4 separate regions of the Mus musculus genome follow, and regions 1, 2 and 4 are each linked to region 3. The links are chromatin contacts, called in public Hi-C, HiChIP or PLAC-seq and promoter capture Hi-C maps. All regions are on one chromosome and are shown on one strand. Each heading gives the region's core, a stretch centred on a gene start, on an enhancer-like site or on the middle of the called end of the contact. The rest is flanking DNA. Distances are from core to core; before and after follow the strand shown.

Evidence for each region. Promoter capture Hi-C pulls out the DNA fragments that hold promoters and counts their contacts. Hi-C and Micro-C count contacts between places; a contact is called where the count stands out from the background. HiChIP or PLAC-seq counts read pairs in DNA pulled down with a chosen protein or histone mark.
Region 1: a contact with region 3 is called in an H3K4me3 HiChIP or PLAC-seq map of bone marrow-derived macrophages, with 9 times the contacts expected there. The contact joins two enhancer-like sites. A contact is called at or near these places in 2 of 39 promoter capture datasets (cranial neural crest and hippocampal neurons), 12 of 484 Hi-C or Micro-C datasets (the AML12 cell line, the G1E-ER4 cell line, the N1E-115 cell line and 6 more) and 4 of 115 datasets of contacts at active chromatin or transcription factors (bone marrow-derived macrophages, embryonic basal ganglia and pancreatic cancer cells).
Region 2: a contact with region 3 is called in a promoter capture Hi-C map of 3T3-L1-derived adipocytes, with 2.9 times the contacts expected there. The contact joins the promoter of Calcb here to the enhancer-like site in region 3. A contact is called at or near these places in 4 of 39 promoter capture datasets (3T3-L1-derived adipocytes, the C10 cell line and embryonic stem cells), 1 of 484 Hi-C or Micro-C datasets (large pre-B cells) and 1 of 9 other capture datasets (liver).
Region 4: a Hi-C map of cortical neurons shows a contact between it and region 3, with 4 times the contacts expected there. The contact joins two enhancer-like sites. A contact is called at or near these places in 1 of 15 datasets of contacts at CTCF or cohesin (pro-B cells), 8 of 484 Hi-C or Micro-C datasets (B cells, the G1E-ER4 cell line, the HPC-7 cell line and 4 more) and 2 of 115 datasets of contacts at active chromatin or transcription factors (bone marrow-derived macrophages and pancreatic cancer cells).

What each region holds. Positions count from the first base shown.
Region 1 is chr7:113,432,301-113,435,944 of GRCm38.p6, forward strand. No RefSeq gene overlaps it. Among named protein-coding and RNA genes, the nearest start is that of Pth, 46 kb to the left of the region's middle. Within about 2 kb of position 2,206, at least 9 of the 459 cell types and tissues checked have an H3K27ac peak or open chromatin away from gene starts, as enhancers often do. A contact at or near this core is called in bone marrow-derived macrophages, where this site is marked.
Region 2 is chr7:114,716,640-114,720,675 of GRCm38.p6, forward strand. Calcb (calcitonin-related polypeptide, beta) reads left to right here and starts at 2,004. Exons shown (of 5, transcript NM_054084.2): 1 at 2,004-2,083; 2 at 3,096-3,191; 3 at 3,435-3,575. The coding sequence starts at 3,103.
Region 3 is chr7:114,019,088-114,022,883 of GRCm38.p6, forward strand. The region is part of intron 7 of Spon1 (spondin 1, (f-spondin) extracellular matrix protein); the gene reads left to right. Among named protein-coding and RNA genes, the nearest start is that of Gm51454, 16 kb to the right of the region's middle. Within about 2 kb of position 1,829, at least 81 of the 459 cell types and tissues checked have an H3K27ac peak or open chromatin away from gene starts, as enhancers often do. A contact at or near this core is called in bone marrow-derived macrophages, cerebellum and cortical neurons, where this site is marked.
Region 4 is chr7:113,146,310-113,150,460 of GRCm38.p6, forward strand. No RefSeq gene overlaps it. Among named protein-coding and RNA genes, the nearest start is that of Gm33659, 3.2 kb to the right of the region's middle. Within about 2 kb of position 1,647, at least 142 of the 459 cell types and tissues checked have an H3K27ac peak or open chromatin away from gene starts, as enhancers often do. A contact at or near this core is called in bone marrow-derived macrophages, cerebellum and cortical neurons, where this site is marked.

The DNA of each region.
Region 1 (3,644 bases), core at 956-3,455, 590 kb before region 3:
TTGCTAGTCTTTACCACACTGGCATTTGGACTCCTGAAGAAAGCTTTGCCATCCTTCTTGTGTCTCTCCAGGTAAGGCTTTGCCATTCTTATGGGGCAGAGGTGTTGTAGTCTCTGACCTGACCATACATGTGTTAACAACATAATTCACTCCAGACTTCATTTAGGGCTCCCTACAGGTATGAAGACTGTGAGTTTGAGGCCCACTTGAGCTACATAGCAAGACTGTTGTTTTAGAAAACTAAAAAAATAGTGTTTGGGGCAGTGATGTTGGCTTCTGAAAGATGGAAGTCTACTCATTACTTTGTTCCTTGTATTTTGAAAAGCTGCCCAAGGGGTGATTTTTGTGACTGCATCAAGGAAGAAATTGATGCACTCTCTGTTACAACTTTCATGAAGTGGGACTCGAAGGTGACAGAAAGGTGACTTGGCTCCACAGAGTGGGGAGATATCACCTGTTGACCCGTGGCTGCATTCCTGTCTGTAATTCAAGAGGTGTGAGTTGTTCCAGACTGTGCTCAAACATATAATGTACCTTGTCTGGGACAAGTCAAGGTCCCTACAGGGACCATGGTCTTCTCTAGTCACAAATAATGTCGTTAGGCAAGGGATCTTTCTGGTTGGCATTGAAGATGCAGCCATAGAAACAAAAATCATAGTAAATACCTCTGAGATGGATGTTCACACTGTACCAGCAGAGCTGAAAGTGGTTGTGCTAGCCTGTTGTCATTTAAATTCACCAAGGGCTTAAACTCACTAAGGAGAATTCAGAAGGAAGTGACCTACGATCAGTTCAACCGAGTGACCTATGATCCAGAACCAAGGTGGATAAAACAGTAACTTCACAACCTGGGGATTAAGTAGATTAAAGAATAAACCTGACTGAAAATAAAAAGAGGATATGCCCATGGCAGAAAAATAAAAATGAAGCAATCCTTCCTGTGTAAGTCAATCCAGGTAATACAAAGAATCACATGTCGAGGGTGGAAGTAGAGATCTGGCAGAGAGCACAGAAGAAAACTTTCATTATCCCAAAGTAGAAGAACATTTCTTAAAACCAGCACTGGTCATACAAAGGAGACTTCACAATGCAGAACTTCAGCAAAGGCAAATACAAAGTGAAAAGGGGCCATATCTTCAAAATATCTCATATATACCAACTGCTATGTAGCAGAGAAAACAAGCCATTAAAAGGTGGCAAACGTATTTAAACGTGTATTTTTTGAGATGAGGACATGGGGCAAGAGATAGAGCTCAGTGGAAGAGTGCCTGCTGGGCAAGGATAAAATTCCATCAGCACAAACTATCTAATGCTCAAGGAGTGGCCTTCAACTGTACTTTAAACCAAATATAAAACCAAATATAAAATTTAACTCAGTGAGTAGAGAGAGAGCCCAATGGTAGGTTGTTAGCCCGGCACACACAGGGACTCCACAGAATAATCCAGAAGGGATCCAGAACCTAAAAACCTATGCCTAGAAGTTCTTAGAAGAAAAAAATGGATGAAATATTTTGTATTTAATAATGGTACTAGTCAAAGGATTGTGTACTTCTCAGAACTTCTCAAATTCCAGTTAGTGATAGATGCTGAGGCTATCTCATTGAGGCTGACTTTTAAGTGCACCGCCCCGAACTGAACTAGAGTGAAGAAGCTGAGGTATATGGGTGAGTGATCCAACAGAGCAGGGGCTGGAAGTCCACCAGCGTTGGAACCAGTCCTTGACTCTATACCTTCAGTCCTCCACACTGGAATTTGCAGTTGATTTTCTCAGAAATGAAAGCACCAAATATACTTAAAAAAAAAAAAAACTTAGAATTTCTCTCCTCTAGTACTTTTAGGATCTTCTTAGGAACATAGTAATTACATTTTTACCTTCCCAAGTTTGTCTTCTGCTTAGCTTAACCTCTGTTATCAATAATGGATCCTCAGTTGACTGACAGGGTGTCTTCTAGTTTTAAATCTCTAGCACAAGAGAGTTGATAATTTCTTTAAAATTTAAAAAAGACTAAAAAAACGGTGAGTGATAGAAGTGAAAGATGCTCCTGGGCTTGTGACTGGTGTCACCTCTCTTTGCTCTGTTCTATAAGAGAATGAATGCTTGAATGTGAAAGTTCTTGAAGATGTCCTTTGGAAAAGTCAAGGGAGGGTCCTGGTGTGGCTTCTTGTTAGTGACTCGGGCGATGCTGCCACCAAGTGGACAAAGGAGAACCTTCTGGAAGAGATGACAAAAGGACTGTTGATGCTTTGTCCTTTTAAATGCCCCTGACTTTTTATGTTTAACACAGTGACTGGATTGTGTAATAAAGAATATGTTTGGGTTGAATGGCATTTAACAAACATTCTCGAGAGTCCATTGTTTTCTGGATGCATAAGAGCTGGTATTTGAAAACAGGTCTCTCGAATAAAAAAGTAAATGCTATGTAACTGTGAGGCTTGCAGGGGCTTTTATGCAGAATATTCAGTTTGATTTATAAGTAGATATTATTATCATCCTAAAGATGAGTAAACATAGACTCAGGAATGCAAAAATCACCCAAACTGCTTTTTATAAAACACCTTGCACTAAATTTAAAAAAAAAACAGAAATGGGGGCAGGGAAGCAGAAATGGGGCTGGAGAGATGGCTCAGTGCTTAAGATCACTGGCTGCTCTGCCAGAGGACCAGGGTCCAATTCCCAGCATCCACATGGCAGCTCAGAACTGTGTGTAACCCCAGTGCCAGAGGATCTGGCACCCTCACACAGACATACGTGTAGGCAACAGCAATGCACAGAAAATAAATAAATTTTTAAAAATCAGAGATAAAGTTGAGAATTGCACTATTCACTTTATATAAATGTCTAAAATAATGATAACACAAAGGAAGAAAGCCAAGGGAGCAATGGAAAAGGGCTAGGTTGCCCTGTCACTGTAGGATAGTAGCAATGAAGACGTCTTATTATTTGATACTAAAGAGGAACAACTAATAGACCCAAATGTCTAAAGCCAGACACCCAGTGGAATTGTTTCTCCATTTATCCTCTGCAGTCAGAGCACTTGATATCTGCCTTCTTTATGACTGTCCAGCAGTGATTTTATTACTTCTGTGGGACAATTACCTTGTCATGTGACTTTTGTCGAGTGAAGAATGTGACAAGGAAACTAATAATTGGCCTGTGTTGGTTGAATCACACTGATAAACACTGATGAAGATAGAGCCATTGAATGTTTGAGTCCAGGAAGTTTCAATAGGACGATAAAACTGTTGTAGAGCTACGTTATGAATCTTCTGTTGAATGGGGCATGGTGGTTCATGCCTTTAATCCCAGCATTCTGGAAGCAAAGGCAGGTGGATGGATCTCTGTGAGTTTGAAGCCAGCCTGGTCTAGAGTGAGTTCCAGGACAGCTAGGGCTACAGAGAGAAACTCTGTCTCAGAAAAACAAAACAGAATAAAACAGAAAGAATATTCTGTTAGGCCTTATTGCCTGTCCAGTGTTGACATGATAGCTGCCTTTATGCTTCCCTGTCCTTTTGGAGCAAAATGGTTAAGGAAATTTCCATGTGTGTGATACTGCAAGGTCCCAGCCGGTATGGTTACACCAGGTGTAAAGTGGCAGACAGGAAGAATTAATGAACATGGCTACTTCATATCTTGGAAAGGAGTT
Region 2 (4,036 bases), core at 754-3,253, 700 kb after region 3:
GAAAGCTGGAAGTGGGGCTATCTTCATCTACTCTCTCCCTTTTAATGATGGCCGAGTGCCCATGGAAAATGATGCTTGCAATTACTACATCACAGCTTTGCCAGACCCCAATGACAGTGACAGAAGTATGGGGATTCGGGTACTTTTCACCTCACAGATTCACCTTTACATTCTACAGGCACTTTTCAAGTCCCAAATCCAGAAGAGGGACACAGATGTCACCCTATTATTTGTAGGACTTTTGGAGAGAAGACCCTCAAACCAAAAAAGGTCATTCCCATGATTTTCCTTCCATCCAAAAGTGAACTCACAATCTAGATGGAGAAGGACCTTGTTTTCATGAAGAAATTCCTCTAGAGAGCATTGGTTGGGTGCCCTACCAATTACCAAAAAAAAAATCATTACAAAGCCATCCTATGCCTCTGCTGGGGGCAACTTTGATCTACATCTAGGTTCCTGGGGAAACTGCCTCCCATCCTCCTCACCACATTGAGGACTGGAGGCCAGCGGGAGTTTCCCAGTTGGGGTTTTTTTTTTAATTGAGGGAGGGTGGTATCATCTGCCCTTGCTCCAACAACTAGGACCTGAATCAGAAAAGTGACTCAGAGGACCTGAGTAAACACACTGAGTTCCTTTCTGATTCTCAGAAACTGAGGGCCAGGTGTGGATCTCCCAAGCCACAGGTATAGCCTTTTCCACACATTACTGGAACCCCCAGCAAGCTGGGCACTTGGAGAGTCCTTGTGCTGCAACCAAGCAGCGGAGAGGGAAAGCCTGAAGCCTTGGGAATGATGTCAGTTCACTTTCTAGTAGCTGAGCACCGCGTATCTTCTCCTCACACCTGGAAGAATGGGCGACGTGGAAAACAGGAGATACTCAGTTCTTTTTCTTGGGTGGGCACTTGTGATGCCCATGGTTAGGCCAGAGTGGTGATGTGCCTATCCCAGTGCACATAATTCATGCCTGATTCTGAAAGCAGAAATGTGAGATTATTTTTGGCCAAAGCTCAACTGATTTGGGTTAGTGCGTGCACACAGTCTTCTGCTGAAGGCAAGTGAACCGAGTATTCCTCAGTGACACGGTGTGTTAATGCCAAAGGTCACCTGCCAGCTGTCGGATGCCTGAACCTATGGATGCTTAACCAGCAGCTGAGTGAGTGTGAAAGTTCCCTGCTGACCCCTGGGTTGCTCAGGTGGCCTGTGCAGGACCCTGGCTCAGCTCTCAAGCTCTGCAGAGTGGGGTGGTGGAGATGCAGGGGAGGGGAAGGGAACTGCCATCTGAGCGCCAGCCTCCTGCTAGGCAAACCCGCCAGGGATGCTTGGAAGTGCTTTAATCTACACTGCTACAGCAGTGTGAGGTCTGGGGATTTGAATGGGGGCGGGGGAGGGATGTAAAAACCATAGCGCAGGATTTGGAAGGTCTGGTACAGGAGGAGAAAGCCCAGTTCCCTGTGCAGTCTGTTAGCCTGCTGCTCCACAATACTCTCTAGTTTCTATCCTTATTAGGTGATGGGAAGCACGCACTGCTAGAGTGCCCATTTGGGACAGGTATGACAGAAGTACCCTAATGTATCCAAGGACCCGCTTCTTCCTGTGACAGTCATCATCGTGGATGTATCTACTGAAGTCCTTTTAGAACCTGGGAGTGCTACTCAGCCTGCGTGGGAGTCCAGCTACGAGGTTCAGGTCCCCATTGGAGTGGGCAGCAAAAGGTTGTAGGCTGGAGTTCAGGTATTAAAGAGGTCGTGATGTCAAACTCAGGTTTGCTCACATTCTGGACGAATTCACCCTCTCTGTATCCTTACCCCACCCCCACTCCCACTCCTACCCGGTTCCTCAGCAATGACCTCAAAGACAGGGAGTGGACTGCTGCCTCCCTCCTGCAGAAGTGTAAGTAGCTCCAGCTATGACGTTATGGAAGCTCGGTCAGAGCTCTGATTGGTGGAAGAGCTACTGCGGACCCCCCACACCCTCAAGATCGAGAATAAGAGACCACGGCTCTGGGGACAAGACGCCTACAGCCGTGTGTGTGTGCTCTTCTGCAGTGGACACTTCACTCTCGCTGTTCCAACACGGGCTAGCAGGTGAGAAACTTAACTTCTCAACGCCTACAGCTCTCTCTCCTTTAGTTTGTTTCCTTTTGGTTGCTCTTTTTAATGCAGTATTTCACACTGTAGTCTAAGTTGGCCTGGCACCCACTATATAGCTCAAGTTGGTTCGTCTCAAACGCTAAGGTTCTCCTTTCTCAGCATCCTAAGGATGCGGATTACAGGCGCAAGCCACCACACCCCACTCTACTTGGATCCCTTTGCTGTCCTGGTTCCTTATCATTCCACATACATTTCCGCCTTCCTGCAGCCATTGTCAGAAAGTACAGTCTTGACATTTTCTTTTAACTAAAGTAAGTGGGACCCCTACGACTACTCAGCAGCACTGGAAGCTGGGCGACCCTATCTAGGCGCGTCTGTGCCCCCTCCTTGAGGGAAGGTGGTCTTGCCGCATCCTAACCAGTTTTAGGTTAAAGAGTTCCTTGGATTCGGGATTGGGGAGCACTGATCTTTTCTCTCAGATGTTTCCAGCCTTTAGCCTCCTGGGGTTATCAGCAAGCAGGTGGGTCTCGCTTCGCTGTGGGGAGGAGGAGTCCTCATCTGCGGTTCTGAGGTAGTTTAAAAAAAAAAATCTCCCAACTCTGCAGATGGAGAGAGGGGGATTAGTTCCAAGTTAACTTTCTTCCCCAGGGCAACCTCTCAGAAAGGGTGATTATAATAATTTCAACCTGTTAGAAATCCTTAGCAGCGGGACAGCAAGGCGCAGGGATCTCTGGGTGGTTTTTGGTTTCTTCACAGATGAGAGCCAAAGGGGCGCGGCACGTGTGTTCTCCTGCAAGCTGGGGGCAAATGAGTGCCGGTAGCTCCTCCTTGTTCTTAAACCGAGCAGAAACTGCAAACCACATCTACTCTCCCCCACTCGTTTCTGCTCTATCAAGCCACTCACCACACTGCATCTACTGCACGTTTTGAGAGCTGCAGTGTGGTAGGAGAAATAGAACCTGGGTCTATAGTCCTGAGCAATTGGACCATTCTTCTCTTCTTACAGAGACATCATGGACTTTTGGAAGTTCTTTCCTTTTCTGGCTCTCAGCAGCATATGGGTCCTGTGCCTGGCCAGCAGCCTCCAGGCTGCCCCTTTCAGGTAAATTAACCTGAATCAGAAGTGCAGTCTGGCTCTCCTCCGGCTGCCCCTGGGGTGTGTCAACTCTGCGGCTCTGTAGCCCTACTTGGTTATTGGTAATTCAGCGCCCTCATGTGGGAACTGGCCTAATGACCAGACCGCTACGCCCCTAGGGAAGAAGCAAGGGCTAGGAAGCTTGGTTTCTTATTTGGGGAGGAGATAGGCAGGGAATCAGAACCTGCACTGGCTTTGCTACCTCCACAGGTCCGCTTTGGAGAGCAGCCTAGACCTGGGCACCCTCGGCGACCAGGAAAAACATCTCTTGCTTGCTGCACTGATGCAGGACTATGAGCAGATGAAGGCCAGGAAGCTGGAACAGGAGGAGCAAGAGACTAAGGGCTCCCGGTAAGTCTCCTCCCCATCTGACCCCCACATGTAGGAGGACTTATTCCAGAGAGGTCGAGAGACAGTGGCCAGCAGTCCAAGGAACTAAACGTGAGTCCTAGCCTCCCACAGAGCTTCCAGTACCACCAGAGGGGCTCATAGTTGTTAGACACATTACAATGTTGTTTCTCCTGAAAACTCTTGGGAAAAGAAATGAGGAGATGTAGAAGGGATTTGGATTGCACTGATGGGGAAACATCAACATCGCTGAACCTGCTGAGGTAGGACTGGTAAGTGTGGTGCCAGAGGATGGACTAGAATTTCAGGAAGCTTTAACAGCTTCCAACATTTGCTGCTCTTTCAACTGTCAAGGAGCCTTCATTCCACACTTACAAGGAAAAGTTGTTGGGGTAGAAGGGGTCTGGGACAGGTAGCACAGAGTCTGAGGTAGGTCGGGGCATTCATAGATGTGTACACATTGT
Region 3 (3,796 bases), core at 579-3,078:
AAGCCCATGAGAGCAGCTCTGCCTATGACATGTTGTTAAGATGCCCTAAAAGGTGAAGGCCAAGTGCCCAGTTAGGACCTAGCTCTGAATTTCAGGGTTCAGAGTCTCTGCAGATGCATAACTGAGTCAAGGGTAAATCAGAGACTGCCCAAAACCAGGGTCACTTGACAGCGCGGGGGTGGGGGGGTGTGGAGGTTAAGAATAAGGCTTAGGACAGAGCCCCCAAGAGCCCCCACTCTTCATGGTAAAGCCTTGGCTTCAAATGAAACCAAAAGAGAACAGCACAAAGGTGCCCAAGGAAAGAGTAGCTCCCTGGAACCCAGGGAAGACTGAGGGACACAGCCAGCTAGGCCCTACCCAGCATGAAGTCAGTCAATAGAGTCACAGACACTAAGCCACTGTGCCCTTCTGCTGTGGGATGGGAGAACCCTGCATGCAGCAGGGGAAACCTTAACCCTGCTGTAGAAGACAAAGTCTGACTTGGTTGTGACGCAGAAGGGAAGAAAATCGAGTTGGATTTGTGTGTGTGTGTGTGTGTGTGTGTGTGTGTGTGTGTGTGTGTGTGTGTTTTGGTGGCTTGGAGGTGTTTTAGGTTTTGGTGACGGGGTTGTTTCTCTCTCTCTCTCTCTCTCTCTCTCTCTCTCTCTGTGTGTGTGTGTGTGTGTGTGTGTGTGTGTGTGTGTGTTACTTCCAACGGGTGAAAGACATGTTGAAATTTGAAAGAAGTATTATATGGGGAATACCTTCCCACACTTTACCTGCCCCTCAGACTTTCTGAGACCCAGTGGAAACAAAGATAAAAAAAAAGGAAGGAAGGAAGGAAGAAAGAAAGAGAGAGAGAGAGAGAGAGAGAGAGAGAGAGAGAGAGAGAGAGAGAGAGAAAGAAAGAAAGAAAGAAAGAAAGAAAGAAAGAAAGAAAGAAAAAACAAAAAATTAATTGATGGCAAACACTCAGTTCACAAACAGCCCAAACCTTTCCACCCCACACTATGGGCTCATTTAGGGAAAGGAATTTTCCTTTGATTTTCCCAAACCCTCTATTCCCCTTTCCTTTCCAAATCTCATTAGGAAGTCAAATTAGGAAGCCTGCACGAAGCCAGGTTTTGTTTTGCACTAACAACCCCGCCCCCCCACCACCCCCATTCTCCCCCCCCCCCCCATCCCCATCCCTGCAAGTCTGATGGAGGTTAATGGGATTCCAGCCTCTTCACCCAGTGGAAAAGCCAGGGTGACCTACTTTGCAAAGCACTGCCTGTTGAAACTGACTTTTTTTCTCAGCAGTCTTCATCCGCATTCCCAGCACCCCTTCTCAAAGGGCAGGAGCGGATGAACGAATCAACGGTGACATGTTTGATTCAATAAATCAAGCCAGAGCCCTGACAGCCCAATGTTCGGGTAGAGACAGGGAAAGACGAATTCCGAGCAAAGCCGCATCCTTCACTGGTTCTTTGCAAACACAAGTGAGAAACAGTTCCTGCAATCATTGTGAATTTGCACTACTCCAGGGTGGTCTGAATGCTAAGAATTACCGGAACTTTCAAAGATATTCATCTCCTGGAAAGGACTGGCATTCCCCCTAAATTATTCCCACCCATTCCTCTTGGTTATCTCTTGCTTAGACAATGGCCGGTGTTTGTGAGATCAGCGGTGCAAAGACTGGGTCTACTTCTCCAGAAATGAAACCAGAAACAGCCCTCGGATTCCGAGGTCCCTCTTGCCTCCTCCTAGCAAGAGTCACCTGGGTCCATCGACGCCCGTGGGGTAGTAAAGGAACTCGGACTTGAGCAGGTGGTAGATCTGCATGTCCAGATGGACTTGGAATCCCAAATACCTTCTGGTTAGAAACTAATGTTGCAAAAACTTGACAAACCCTGATCCGCCAGCACCGTGCTTCAGTCTAATGAATGGCTTGGGCGCCCCCTAGTGGCTTAATAGAGTTCCTGCACTTGAGAAAACAAATTGAGACCAAAGTAAAACCTTTTAAAAACTATTACTAGGTAGGTCTCACTGGTGAGGATTTGTAACTTAGAAGGCAAGGACCAGAGTGTAGATTGATCATAAAATCATCTCTCGCCTCTTTTCCTCTGTGGTATTTTGGGAAGTTTTGCTGAAAATGAGGCACTGTACTGTCAGGAACCAATGAGAAGCCATTTCTTCACAGTTAAATACACTGGTCCCATATTGCAGGTTTAGTAACTACAAGGAAAGGTGGGGTTAAAAGCACTCGCTTCTCTGCCCTCATCCCATGCACCTCACCCTCTCAGAGGTCAGGAAAGACATTTCTTCATGTACATATTTATTTTTAATTTATGTGTGTGTAAACTGTTCATAACTTTACTAGGACTGGGTCTTTTTCTCAGAGATGTGGCTTATCACTGTGTAGATGCTGACACTTTTCAATTATGCTGGATGGGGACACTTTTATGACACTCTTATTTTTCTTGGCACCAGAGGTCTTCTGATTCACATCTTAGGTGCCCTCCAGAAAGCTAGAGGCTTGGTCTCCAGCTGTGGCATTCTTAAGAGGTGATGGAAACTTTAAGACTTGGTAAAAAGGCTCACTGGTGGTGGTGCACACCTTTAATCCCAGCACTCTGAGGCAGAGGCAGCTGGAGCTCTGAGTTTGAGGCCAGCCTGGTCAACAGAGTGAGTTCTAGGACAGCCTGGGCTACACAGCGAAACTCTGGGGCAGGGGAGGATGGAAAGAAGTTAGGCCTGTGGAGGTGTGTGCCTGGAACATCTGCTAGGACCCACCTATCCACCCACCCCTCACCCCACCCCAACCCACCCCACCCCTCACCACCTTCTTGTAGCCCCACCATGGTGCACTACGCTGCCCAGTCACAAGGAAATGTGGTCAGGTGACCATGGATTAAAATCTCTGACACCATTAGCCAAAACAAGTTTTTCTTCTTCAAAGACATTTTTCTCCAATGTTTTGTCAGTGGCAGTGGCAGAAAGCCAGAACGAGAGGGTCCATGGAGACTTTTACATTTTGAAATATTTGTGTATAGATATAATGACATGCCTCGGTGACAGGACCCAAATTTCAGCATGCGACAGGTTGCATGCACACCTTTTACAGGAGAATACGTTTGCACAATATTTGAATGCATCTGCCATTTGCCTGTGACCCATCGTGTGGGGTCAAGCGTGGAACTCCCTATTTGGGTTTCATGTTACCGCTCAGGAAGCTTCAGATTTGGGGGGTTTTAAGATTTGTAATACCAAGCAGTTCTGGTCATTACCCACAAGTGTTAACTGATGTTAATTCAATCTGTTTCTTTTGTGGTTGCTTTTCCTGTTTCAAATCTGAGAAAGGAAACATTTCTTTTCTCTTCTTTTCTTTTTATCCCCACCTTGAAAAGTAACATTTCTTAGTAGACACTTTTCTTAAATGTTTGACATTTCTCTACAGTCTGGATATTGGGTTCTAGAGCTGTATGGTGTTCCTTGCAAATCTGATGTTTTGTTTTGTTTTGTTTTTTTTAGTTGATTCAGTCTGACAGCACTTGGTGTCCAGCCTTTCCTCTCTCTCCACTCTGGCCCACTAATTTCTGTTCTACTTCGAAATATCATATTATTTTTAATTAAATTTGTCATATACTGTGGCATGCAATAAGTCTCCCTGCTTAAAAAAGAAAAAATTCACATGTAAATCTTAGATAAAAGAAAAATAGGCCACCAAATTGGCAGAATGTCATATCGTCGTGGAAGACCTGGCACCTAAGAGAGCATAAATAAGAACTTTTATTAAAGTTCGATTAAATTAAAGAGCCCTGGTTCTGGCTAGCAC
Region 4 (4,151 bases), core at 397-2,896, 870 kb before region 3:
CTTGATGGTGGCTGTCACTCAAAGCAAAAAAAAAAAAAAAAAAAGGGGGGGGGGGAGTCTATTTCAAATAGGACAAAGTGCTCAACTCAGGATTCGGGGACTGATGATGTCCATCCTTCAGTGGCTTAAACTTGGTGCACAAAGTGCATATCCACAGATGCTGCTTGCCAAGGAGGCCTCTCAAGACCCTCTGAAAGGTTTGTTGACTGCATGTGTCTGGGAGCCGAGGAAGGTTTCAGAACAGATGACGCCATCTGAATATGCATTGGTTTGGAAGTTTCAGTAGGATGGGGAAAGAGAAACTGGAGAATGTGGTGGACACCGGGCAGGGAGGGTAGGCAGCACCAGCATGGCAGACAGACACTGCAAGCTTGAGGACCACAAGAAGAGGCAGTAGTGGGCCAATTCTGAGCTTTCTCCCCGTCTCCAGGCTGACATGTAGCTCGGTCACACGGGTGACCGCACCCTTCCTGAAGTTTGTGCCATGTGTCATCACGGCACAAAATGTTACTCTGTGACTGAGAACAGGGCTACTGAGTCAACAGCTTTCCTAAAATGACGGGTTTGGGGAGGAAATTAAAATTAAAAATTAGCACTTGCTGACAAGCCTGAGCACCTGAGTTGGATCCGTGAGAGCCTCTTTGTAGAGAGAAATAACTGATTCTTGAAAGTTGTCCCCTGGTCTCCACACCCTTATTGTGGCACAAAACCTTCCCCCAACTAATACAATCAATCAATCAATGTATGCTAAGGAAAATTAAGCCAAAGCCACTTGAGAAACAGATATCCTCAGACAACACTTTTGCCAACTTGGTGGTATCAAATTATTAGACATTAAGGACCTGTGCGTAAGGATTCAGTTGATTATAGGATCCACTCTCAATTCTGTGACCTTGAGTGGAGGAGAGAACATAGTTTATCTGGCCTCAGCTTCTTTATCGAGAAAATGGCATAATAATTTCTACCTCAGCACCAGCAGTAAAGAGTCAATGGATAAAATGTGCAGTGGTCCTGATGAGGGCCCTCAGAGCATCGCTGCCTTCTCTTCTTCCTGTGAGGTCCTTTAAGAGTTAACTCACAGAACAAATAGGCACAAAACCTGTGGCGTTTGGAAGAAGCTTGTGGGTGGACTTCCAGGCAGAAAGGGAAGTAGCTCGAGATACCACCCCATTAATGCTGACTAACTCCCCTGGAATTAAGTGAAGGACAAAGGAGCTTAATTCAGTGGGATCTCAAAGAAACAGTGTGTGTGTGTGTGTGTGTGTGTGTGTGTGTGTGTGTGTGTGCGCGCTTGTGAATCCTTTCCAAAGCCCACAGCCTCCTCAACAGGGCAGGGCCACCGTGGGTGGAACTAAGGGTTTCAGAACAATGGCAGGGATTCTAATCTCTCAGAAGAGCAGGGTAGCTGGGAGGCAGAGGAAGGTTGGGGTGGGTAGACTTCCCTGTGACTCTCCAGCTCTGGACTAAAGTGCTCAGGTTTGGGGAGGTTCCCAAGGTTCCTTGGCCATGCTGAATCAAGTGTCAGCCTAGGCTGATTCACAGCTTGAGACGCTGGCAGCTTGCAGCAGACCGGCGGGCCGGGCCGGCAGCCCAAGAGTGAGCTCATTAGCCACAGTGGACCCTAAGCTATGCCGAGTCGCCCAGGCTGCTTCGGTCTGTGAGGCATAGAAGCTTCGTGCCTGAGTCAGGACTGCACCAGCTTCCCAAATCACTGTCTCTGGAAGGGAGTTCCAAAGGCACTTGTCACTGAGTTCTTGGTGGTCCCAACATCCTGTCACAATTCTCTGCAAAAGGCTAATGACAAGTGATGTCATTCTATCCCTTAGTGAAAAGAGCACATGATTATATTCATGAAGTAGAAGCCCAGCCTTGGTCAGACACTGGGCCCCAGTCTGAGGTTTTGAAAATGTGGTTGTCATTAACAAGCCAGATGGAGACCTTCCTGTCTGCGGTACAAAAATCCACAAGACACAGCTGGCCTGCCTGACCTCAAAAAGGGCTTCTAGAAGAGTTTCTGTCCCGGAGAGAGGCAGACAGCAAGACAACCAGAGTACATTCATGCAAGGCCTTGGGCAATGGGGCATGTCTGTAATCTCAGCACTTGGGAGGCTGAGGCAAGGGGATCCGAAGTCCAAATCCAGCTTGTGTTGTGCTCTGAGGTACCGTCTCAAAAGATAAAAAGTATATATGAAAGAAAAAAGGAAGGCAGGAAAACATTCATACATGTGCACACACCCCATCTGTACACACACACACACAAACACACACGCAGACATGCACATACACATATACATACATACATACATACATATTCACACACATTGTCTATTTTTTTTAAAAATCAAAAAACAAAAGATATTCCTCCAAGGAAATCTGATGATTTATCTGATGACCAACTGGGCTACAGAACACCAGAGTTTAATGATGTCCCTTAAGGACAACCACATACCGAGAAGGTGTCTCTTGGGTGTGGGTGACTTGAAATAATCACCATTTGCTAACTTGTTCTTCCAGGGAAGTGTGTCAGCCTTGGGTGAGCGAGTCTACCACTGGAGTACGCACTTTTCCTCAGAGAGGCGCCTGCTCTCTCAAGCATCTCTCCATGGCTCACGGTGGTTTGATGAGTCACGTTAGTGAGCTGCCTTTGAAACAGAGGTTCCTTCCCAGAATCCTCTTCTAAAACACTTCCATAATGCTGTTATGTTACTAGTCTTGCAGGAGTTCAAGAAGGCTGAATTCTGCATCCTATTGGGTGTCTTCCCCTTTCTTTTCCTTTCTTCTCCCTCTTTGTCCCTTCTCTCCTCTTCTGATGAACACATGCCATGTACCGGAGGGCAGGATGGAATGGTCTTGTAGACTTGATCTAGGTCCTTTGCTGGCTTCCTTCATGAGTCAGACATGGTTTAAGACCTGTCTTCCTGGCTAAGCTTGGTGCAGGCTGGTGATGTCAGCTACCTGGGAGCCTGGGGCCCTTTGGGAATGGAGAGCTGAATGACAGCCACTCTCCTCACAAAAGTCCCTCTTTATTTAGAAATCCCATATGCTTGGCTTTTACCTTCTTAAGAAATATGGGGTCAGGGCAACTTTCCATTCCAAACTGAATAAGGCAAAATACATGTGTGTTGCATGAGTTTGTGATCTTAATACTTCATTCTGTAGAATGCAGGAACAGCATGAGTCTCTCTGGGTCACCATTAGCATTGCCTCTGATAGGATGACAGTGAGGCCCTTTGACTGGATGTTGTCCACTTGATACCCATGACTCCTGCCTTACTGTGATCAGAGTCTTGAGAATATGGAGGTACTCCTGTGACTACAGAGGTCACATCATAACCAGACCTTCACAAGCCCTGTGTGATGTCAAGCACAAATCCTTGATGTGGGACCAAGTCTTGGTTGAATTAAGATGTTTATTGACATCCCACAGACAAAGCCTTGGTGCTGATATGGGAGCTAAAGGGATCCCTCCCTGTTCCTAGACAAGGCCCAGATTTTCCTAGACCTTGACTATAGCAAAACCCCACAGTCCAAGGTTAACCCTGAGAAGAAATCAGAAAATTGGTAGCCATGCATGGTGGCGCATGCCTTTAATCCCAGCACTTGGGAGGCAGAAGCAGGTAGATCTCTGTGAGTTTGAGGACAGCCTGGTCTACAGAGTGACTTCAGGTACAGTTGGGGCTATGTAAAGAGATCCCATTTCAAGGAGAGAGACAAAGAGACAGAGAGTCTGGGATCTGGTAGGCAGAGGTAACAGAAAGGCCAGGCATGGCATGCTCTTCTGAAGTTGTTCCCTCTAAGGTGAAGCATTCCCGCCTGGAGAGAGGCAGGAAGAGGGAGGTGCCTCAGACCCCCTGGAGTTAAGAAATATCCTCAAAGGCTTTGCAAGGTCATGAAACTTAGCAGCCTCAGGAAGCTCAGGAAGTTACAGGCTTCACACCCCCTTTCTGGGTCATCTGACAGTAAACAGTTGCCAGGGAAAGGGGGACTCTGTGAGTTATCCTTGGCTCTCCAGGGATACAAGCTTTTCCAGGTTGTCATCCAAGCTGGATGAGCCTTTAGTCACAGTGATCCCGGAGGTAACCACGGTAGCCTCACTGGTTCCCATAGCTAGATTTGGGTGGAATGATCTCTTTAATTGCTTGCTGGCGCCC